2 separate regions of the Mus musculus genome follow, and region 2 is linked to region 1. The links are chromatin contacts, called in public HiChIP or PLAC-seq maps. All regions are on one chromosome and are shown on one strand. The core of a region is the stretch at or near the end of the contact, and the rest is flanking DNA. Distances in the headings are between cores, read along the strand shown.

Region 1 (4,704 bases), core at 1,961-4,460:
CTTCAAGAGGCACAGACAGAAGGAAGAAAGTAAATAACTCACAGGGCCCAGTGCAGAGTGGTCATGCACAGACAAGTATTACAAATATGGAATTGCAAAAGAGTACAAAAATATTAGAGGCTCCAGTGTTGCACCATCAATTCGGGTGATACAAAAGGTTCAGAGTTGGCTGTAGGAAGCTGGAAAACTCTGAAAGAGGAAGAATGAAATCAGAGGCCCCCATCTTTCCCAATCGAGGGCCAAGAGGTGACATTAATGAGCATGACTTTGATAGAAGACACGGATAGAAGAACAAGAAGTCAACGCTGAAGTGTGCTGTTTGCATCCACAGAGACAGGAAGCCAACACATACAAAGTAGCAGCTTTGGGAGGAAAGCAGGACAAGGGTGAGGTGAGCAAAATCTTTGCTCATTGTGTCATTCTTAGTATTTGGGCAACATTCATAGCAAATATATCAAGAAGGGGCCACATGAAGATAACTACCAGCAAGAGTCAAGGACCAAAGCAAAAGAGGTTCCTGAACGCTTGAAACTGTAAAGATGCTACCTGGAAGAGTGTTCCTGGTTCAAGGATAAAGGGAAAAGTAGGAACAAAGAGGTATGCTGAACTAAAGCTGCTAGAATGAGGGGCTGGTCTGTGGAAAAGAAGGCTACTATAGTTTCATAGTCAGAAACATGCAGTAAATGTCCAGGAGACAGTTGGGGGAAACATCCAAGTGATGTTCTAAGGAGCAAGCCCCCTCAAAAATCAAAACTGTTAAAAAAAATGGAAAAAAAAAAGGAAAAAAAACTAAAAAATGAACCAGAGGGCTGGAGAGATGGCTCAGTGGTTAAGAGCACTGACTGCTCTTCCAGAGGTCCTGAGTTCAATTCCCAGCAACCACATGGTGGCTCACAACTATTTGAGGGACCTGATGCCCTCTTCTGGTGGTGTGTCTGAACACATCGGGCATATGAATGGCAGTGCACTCATCTGCATAAAATGAGTAAAATCTTAAAAAGTGAACCAGGAAAAAGATGAGCCAAGAAAGGCGCTGAGGCCACAGCTGATGAGCTAAGTTTAGTTCTCACATAAGGAGAAAGAAAACCAAACTTCTGCAACTTGTCCTTGGACCTCCACGCCCATGCTATGGCATGCATGTGCACACAGAAACTACAATAAATATGAAAAGATTTTATTTTTTAGTCTTTGATTGGAAAGCATGGAATCAAACAGTCTTGGGAGATAGCCACATTTAATTGTGTAGATATCCTATGAGAAAGGGGATTTATCACTCTAGCTGCAAATGTATCAAAAGATGGCCTAGTCGGCCATCACTGGAAAGAGAGGCCCATTGGACACGCAAACTGTATATGCCCCAGTACAGGGGAACGCCAGGGCCAAAAAAAATGGGAATGAGTGGGTAGGGAAGTGGGGGGGGGGAGGGTATGGGGGACTTTTGGGATAGCATTGGAAATGTAATTGAGGAAAATATGTAATAAAAAAAAAGAATTCTTCTAAAAAAATTAATCTTTTGTTGGTCTGTTTGAGATAGGGTCGCTCTACATAGCTCTGATGTCCTGGAACTCACTCTGTAGACCAGGCTGGCCTGCAACTCACAGAGATCCATCTGTTTCTGTCTCCCAAGTGCTGCGATTGATAGCATAGTGCACCAGGTTACATAGAATCAACGCCCTTTCTTAATGTCATGTCAGTAGAAAGTTTTCGCAGCTTATTTTGTAGACACAATTTTTTTCACAATTAAGATTTGTCTTCTTCTTCTTCTTCTTCTTCTTCTTCTTCTTCTTCTTCTTCTTCTTCTTCTTCTTCTTCTTCCTCTCTCTCTCTCTCTCTCTCTCTCTATTGAAAATTTATTCTTGTGCAATACGTTTTTGACCACATTCTTTTCTTTCCCAGATCCTCCCTACCTCCTTACCTACCCAATGTCATCTTCATTCTCTCTCTCAGAAAAAATCAAAAGTCAAAATCAGAACTAAAACAAAGAGACAAAGAAAAAAGTGTCCAAGACAAAACAAAACAGTACAGAAAAAGACAAACATGGGGTCTGCTTTGTGTTGTCCAGCTACTACTGGGTAGAGAATCTTTCTCGGACATGTGGTTGACATATTCAGTGACACTCCATTGGAGAAACCGGATTTTTCCCTTACCCACTGGCATCAGCTGCAATGAGCTTCTTAGTTAGGGGTGGGACTTAGTGTCAACTTCCCCCTTCAGTGCTGGGATCTCCTCTGACCTGTACCCCAACAGCACAGACGTTGACTGTGATAGCACATACCTATCTAGTCCCACAGGTGGGAGATCAAAAGGTACAAGTTCCGGGACATCCTCTGCTATATGAGTTCAAGGCCAACCTTGGCTATGTGAGACCCATTCACAGTTTTGAGGAGGGTGAATCACACTTGGTTGGCAGCCTAACTTCTCTGCTTTCTGGCATACAGTTAAGGATGGCATAAATCTTCATGTCCTCTGAAAGAGTACAAGACTCGTATTTAAGAAAACAGCTCCTCCCACAGAGTCCGTGATCTATCTAGTTTCAGGTTCTTCCACCCCACACACACTCCTACTGGATTTACAAGTATGTTCAAAATCACTCGGCTTCTGCATTGCTGGGATTCAAACCCAAAGCTTCATGTGTGGTATTCAAGCACTCTACCAACTGAGCCACATCTCCATTCTCTTAGTTTTGTAGTGAACTTGAGAATCATTGTATATGGAACTCAGAATAAACCAAGACTCATTTAAATGATGATGATGAAGATAGATAGGTAGATAGATGATAGATAGATAGATAGATAGATAGATAGATAGATAGATAGATAGATAGATAGATAGGCAGATGGGTGGACAGGTAGATAGGCAGATAGATAGGACATAAAGAGAAGAGATAGAGGATCAGAAGAGATTAAAAACCACACAGTATATAGGTCTAGAAATATTGAGCAGGAAAGGGTTTCAAAAAGGAAGGGAGAGAAGATTATTTACAAATTGCTGCAAAGAAGCAAGATACACAGAATTAGCAAAGGCCATCGGGTTTGGTAGCAGGTCACTGGCCACACAGACAGTATGGCAGCAGTACCAGAAGGGGGTCGGAGGAATGGAGGGAATGCCAGTAGGGAAGAAAAGGAGCAGAAAGGAGAAGGAGACAGTGGGGCGGGGGATAGCCGGCTGCTCAGAGATCTGCATCTATGGAAACCTCTGTGTCTTCGTAAACACGGGGCAAACAATTGCACAGAACTGCTCTCTTCTGAAGAAAGGATTAGTCACACGCTGTTTACACTGCTGCCTTCCTAGTGGCAAGTTTTGGTGCAGGGATTAACTAAACTTTTCCGTATTTCTAACTAAAGCCATTATTTGACCTGTGAGCGGGTGGGAGGATCTGGCAAAAGATGCAGCACTTTCCACTTCAGACAAGGAGTCTGGGCCTCACACAGGGGAACCCCCAGCCAGCCATAAAATGTTTCCCACAAAAGGTCCGTCTGATACTATCTGACCCTTTCACCTATGGAGAGCATCCTGGAGTCTGTAAGCAGTGGGAGAAAAAGCAGATGAGGGATAAATGATGGAGAGCAAAGGCTCAAGAAGTCAGCTCAGGTCCCTCAGGCCGGCGTCTGACTACAGAATCCAAGCCATCATGGGGACCCTGCTGCCTTCAGTTTCCAGCAAGTGTGGGTGATTGCTACTCCAGAAGAGAAGACACTAGAACAAAGAGAAGATGTCAACAGTGGCTTAAGGGATGAGCTTCTCCAGGGAGTACTCACAGGGTTGTCAGGGGCAATGGAAACCATTGAGGGGATACCACCTGACGGCGACCCATTCATACAAAATCACCAATTGAACCCAAATAAGTAAGAAGCCAGAGGCTATTACTGAAGAGACTAATAGATAGCATGAAACATACTGATGGTACCAAAACACACCAGAATTGAAGTATTCCAGAAAAATAAAACATAAAAAACACCGTGAAGGTAACATAAACCAAAGAATCAGAGAAAGCAGGAGGTTGTGGTGATGGTGGTGGTGGTGGTGGTGGTGGTGGCGGCAGCTGTGTTTTGCTATGGAGAACACACTATAGGAGGTAGGTAGGTACAGGTGAAATGGTTCCATGAATAAAGGTACTTGCCACCAGACTTGACTACCTGAGTTAAAGACCCCAGGACCCACATGAGAAAAGGAATGAACCAACTCTGACAAGATGTCCTCTGACCTCCGCACACACTCTGTGGCACATGCAAACACACACACACACACACACATTCATAATACACGAATATGTAATTTTTTGAAAGATTCCAGGGAGTACAGCCCCTTCTTTGGAAGCTAAACCAGCAACAGCTTTTGTACAGAGCAGGTAGCAGCACTTCCCTTTCTCTACATGCTTGAAAAACACAAAAGTCCTGAACAATTCAGTGTAAAGTCAGAGGCTACCTGCAAAAGAGCCACCAAAACACTGGGACAAACAGAGTGGCCAGGAAAGGGTGTGACAGGTCATCAGAACTTGTGAGGAGCCGCCCTTGCAATCGCCATTACAAGATGGCACTGATATCCCGTGTTCTAACTAGTAAACAAGTAGTCTGCGCATGATGCTGGGGTATTTTTTCATGCCTTGTGCCCTGCCTGTCCCGTGGCAGTCATCTGGGCTGATAGTGAGCAGCTAATCAGGAGCTGACACTTCTCCAACCGCTCTTTGTGGGTTATAAAAGGACT
Region 2 (4,609 bases), core at 620-3,119, 750 kb before region 1:
GTATGTGTGTGTGTGTGTGTGTGTGTGTGTGTGTGTGTGAGAGAGAGAGAGAGAGAGAGAGAGAGAGAGAGAGAGAAGAAAGAGAGAGAGAGAAGAGAGAGATATCTTACATAGATACTAGACCCTTTTTACTGTGATGGTGGATTTATACACCAATTACTAACTAGGTGACAGTCTGAACTTAGTGTTTGCTAATTGATTCATTACCAGTTAATCTAGGCAAAATGATCAAAAGACTTGCTCATTTCAGCCTTAGTGGCAATAAAAAGTCTATTACTTCTTTAACAACACAGTGTCTATAAGCACCCCACATTTAGTAACTAAATTGGGTACAATTATATATTTCAGGGTCTGTCTCCAGCTGTGTCAGCATCTGTTCCAATTCTCTGCCTTTCTCTTCCCCTCGATTCTGTAAGGTTTGAGGGGGAAAGGTGGGTTTAAGCAGTGCCAAAATCTGTGTTCACTTTTAGAAACTGAAACAGCAGGAGTTTGGTGAATTTCACCTTCAGGGGTGTCATAGATGCTTGCAGCTTTCTCAGGTCTGTTCATCATCTCCTCTGCAGTGCCCTCACTTAGGCTGCCTGCTAAGGTTTGACAAAGTAAGTGTTTAAACCTAGCACATGGCCAAAGGGGTGAAAGCTACTCCCTCTCATTTTTTAAATAGCTAAGTGATTCACATTAGTGCCATGGAAGGTCCAGTTATATTAGCAGGTGTTGCCGCAGATTAATCTCAAATAGGGCAAGAGAGAGTTTAAAGAAACAGCCTCCTCTAAAAAAGTCTAAACCAGAACACAATTGAAAACAGGACAATGGATTGCAATTTTGTGTTTTAAAGATCTCATGTCCTTTTTTTTTTTTTTTGTATCAGCCTTTAAAATACTGTAAAAAAAAAAAAAAGCAAAAAAGCTATGATAAATGAAACAAGAGAGAAAGGAAGCTTTTATCTAAATTTAGAGACATTATGTCCACCCATCATAGACATAGATGTTTCCATTGCAACATTGCAATGGCTTAAGGGGTCACTGTCCTGTTAATATGGCCCATTTTTAGAACTCTGTAGTCTAAGGTACTTTGTAGTAATTATCCATAAAAATTCTACTCTCAAACTCACTAATTGACCAAATGTAGAGATTTGATCATTTCTTACTTGTTCGCCATAATTATGATAGGAAATATTTGCATAAGGTAATGGCATCAGAATTATTACATTAAAAGCTATTTTTATTAATTGTTAATCGAATGGACATTAGAAACAATCAACAGTATTGGTTTATAGATCATTGTCAACTGCACTCTAAGGGAGGCTTGCAAAATCACAGCATCTAGTCAAAATTCACCTCTGTTCATTTTTTTCAGTTTTTTAAGTTTAGAAAATCTAATGATCAAGGTTGTACAGATAAATAGAAATGTTCAACTACTCCTCTAACTCTCAATACCTAACCTACTCTGCCATCAGGCATGAATTCACCGTCAACTGTTATGTCACATTGAAATGGTTAAATCATGCCCTGAATGCTATTCTTTGTCTATCAGGTAACTGGGCCAATCTCTGTACCTGAGCACTCTGTTTCCTTCACATCGCTGATGGAGTGTGGATTCAGTTGATTATATCTAGATTTGCCCTCTGATTCCCCTACTTAAAATAAACATTCCACAGATAGGGAAATGGAGACGCTCGGGGAGCTGAGCCAAAATAATAAAATCAGGGCTGGGGAGGTGACTCAGTGGATAAAGTGCTTGCTGCCCAAGCTTGAAGACTTTAGTTCAGCTGCCCAGAGCCCATATAAAGCTAAGCAAGGTAGTATGTGTCCTCAATGCCAATACGCCTGTGGTGAGGTGGTAATTCCAGAATCTTTCAGGCCAGCTACCAAGGGCTATGCAGATGTGGATAGCAAACAAAAGAAAAAGACTCTGTCTCAAACAAGATAACAGGTAAGGACTAACCCTTGAGGTTGTATGCTCATTTTCACATGTATACTGTGGGACACATGCCTACATTGACAAACAAATGCAGGCTCGCATACAAATATTTACATACATACATACATACATACATACATACATACATACATACATGTACACACTTAAACACACAGATTAAAGGTATTAAATCATAAAAATCACAAGACTGTCTAGCATGTCCACGGTGGGAATGGGAGCAGCATTCAGGTGTTTGGTCCGTGAGGTCATTTCTTTATTCTGTTCTCTCTACTGCCACCATCCTTTCCCCACATATGACCACTCTCTTGTATGAAAGCCAAGCTTCCTCCATGACTTCTGCAAAAACCCTTTGTTTGCTTTCTTGCTTGATGACTAAGCACAAGGATGGGCGCCAAGTCAGTTCAGGACTTATGCAATTGAAACCCACTCAAGACTGACACAACCCACGTTATTATGGCTGAACAGCTAAACTCAGAGATTATGATAAAAAGAGTCCCCCAAAATGAATTATAGTAAAGCAATGGAGATTTCACAATACATTACTATTGACTTTTTTCTCTAATGACTGACTTTGTTTGTAGCATTATTGATCTAACTTCAGTCCAAAAGCAATTCACTAGAACAAAGACTGTTTGGTGTCCTTCTGTAGATACAGTTAACATCTTTCTGTGGCTCACTGTGGCAACCAGTGGCCAGAGCAGCTTTCCCATGGAACTCCAGTTTTCATAGCATACACCCTTTTACCTGGATCAGAGGTAGAAAGGATGATTCTGTTTCGCTGCTCTCAGAAGAAGGTGTACATAGCTACTGCACTAATCCACCTGGGACTTAGAGGGCACAGGTGGCTAAATTTGGCCCATTATGTTCACATCCATGTCCACACCTTGACAAAGGACAACAGTATCTAAGTCAGAAATCCAGGCAGGATTGACTGGTTATTTTTTTACTAAGGTGTCAATTAATAAGATATCAATAAGATAGAAAGGTCTCAGTTGGGTTTGGACTTTTTCTGATGGTTCTGCAGATGGGCATCCTTCCACTTTCAGGTCCCTACCATTTGGCTATCTCCTTCTCCAGTGCAGCAACACCACATTTAAGTCCATGTGATTTCCTTTGTTGTCACCAGGGAGAGAAAGCCCTGCTTTTTTTTATTAGTTATTTTCTTTATTTACATTTCCAATGCTATCCCAAAAGCCCCCCCATACCCTCCCCCCACTCCCCTACCCACCCACTCCCACTTCTTGGCCCCGGCGTTCTCCTGTACTGAAGTATATAAAGTTTGCAAGACCAATGGGCCTCTCTTTCCAATGATGGCAGACTAGACCATCTTCTGATACATATGCAGCTAGAGACACGAGCTCTGGGGGGTACTGGTTAGTCCATATTTTTGTTCCACCTATAGGGTTGTAGACCCCTTTAGCTCCTTGGGTACTTTCTCTAACACGCTCAGGTGATTTGACCTGGGTAGCCTTTCTCTCACCATTTATTGTTTATGGTTCTGATTCAAACCCAAATGGAATATTTCTTTGCATTCTCCTTTTACACACAGGCCCATCATGTCTCTTCTGTTAAGATTCAGATACTTTTCTATAAAGGATGACAACATAAATTTGGTTTATGAGCTTATTCATTATGACAAAAAAAATCTTCAGAGCTTCATTTTTTTTCTGTTTCTAAGTTAAATGATGATACATCATTTATTTTATATTTTCTCTTCTCTTCTGATACTATTTCCTTTTAAGAGATTTCTTTCTACTTTTATTAGTGTCAGTCTCCTTTTGCAGGCAGCTTTCTTAAGTAGCCACCACACCAAAAAGAAAGTTAGTCAAGACATGGTCAAGGAAGTTTAATACACCAGTTGTCACAGACTGAGTTGTGAGAACTGAGAAGGAACCAACCAGTCCCCCTAGGGACTTCTCCCCTGTCACTCCATCTCACACTCAGAGAACATTTGTTTGAGTCACAAACCCATATTGAGTGTCACATGTAATTAAACTATTCACCCCTGGCTGGGGAGATGGCTTGGCAGATGAAGCACTGCCATGAAAACATGTAAACTGAGGCTTAGATTCTCAGAAGCCACATTCATGCATTGTAGTAAAAAACTAATTGGGGGGTTCTTCCCCACCTTTGACCATTATTTGATCAAATAAAAGACACAAAACTTTTATATTTATAATAAACTTTAAAAGCACTACAGCTGGTCATATCTCAATCCAACGTCTTTTTTGTCTACTCTCCCATCAAGAACCCCTAGATATAACTTGCCAAGTAGGAGCCTGGGACACTCCTACTCCAACTAACCATGTTCCCACGATCGACCTACCTCATTGTGTCCTCTTCTTTCCTCCTCTCTTCCCTCCTCTCCCCCTGCTCTCTGGCTCAGACCCTAACTAAGCCCAGGAACCGAAGCCCTGCATGCTTCTCTTCTGCCCAGCTTCAGGCTATAGGCATCTTTATTCAACCAATAGTTTTAAATTGAGGAGCAAGGTTATATAACACCATTCAGCATCCTCATGTTTGGGGACAAACAGATCTTGGGGGCCTGTATTTGACATTACAATACATGGCAACTGGCCAAACCACAACATGGATGCTACTCTTTAATTTCAGGGCTACAGTGGTGATGATAGTGGAAGTCAGAAACAGTGGAAACCTGGGACAGGTT

The links. HiChIP or PLAC-seq counts read pairs in DNA pulled down with a chosen protein or histone mark.
Region 2: a FOXA1 HiChIP or PLAC-seq map of pancreatic cancer cells shows a contact between it and region 1. The contact joins two enhancer-like sites. A contact is called at or near these places in 1 of 15 datasets of contacts at CTCF or cohesin (the NIH/3T3 cell line) and 1 of 115 datasets of contacts at active chromatin or transcription factors (pancreatic cancer cells).

What each region holds. Positions count from the first base shown.
Region 1 is chr17:75,142,882-75,147,585 of GRCm38.p6, reverse strand. All of the region lies in intron 3 of Ltbp1 (latent transforming growth factor beta binding protein 1), which reads right to left. Among named protein-coding and RNA genes, the nearest start is that of Ltbp1, 140 kb to the right of the region's middle. Within about 2 kb of position 3,210, at least 15 of the 459 cell types and tissues checked have an H3K27ac peak or open chromatin away from gene starts, as enhancers often do. A contact at or near this core is called in pancreatic cancer cells, where this site is marked.
Region 2 is chr17:75,889,476-75,894,084 of GRCm38.p6, reverse strand. No RefSeq gene overlaps it. Among named protein-coding and RNA genes, the nearest start is that of Gm4710, 31 kb to the right of the region's middle. Within about 2 kb of position 1,869, at least 12 of the 459 cell types and tissues checked have an H3K27ac peak or open chromatin away from gene starts, as enhancers often do. A contact at or near this core is called in pancreatic cancer cells, where this site is marked.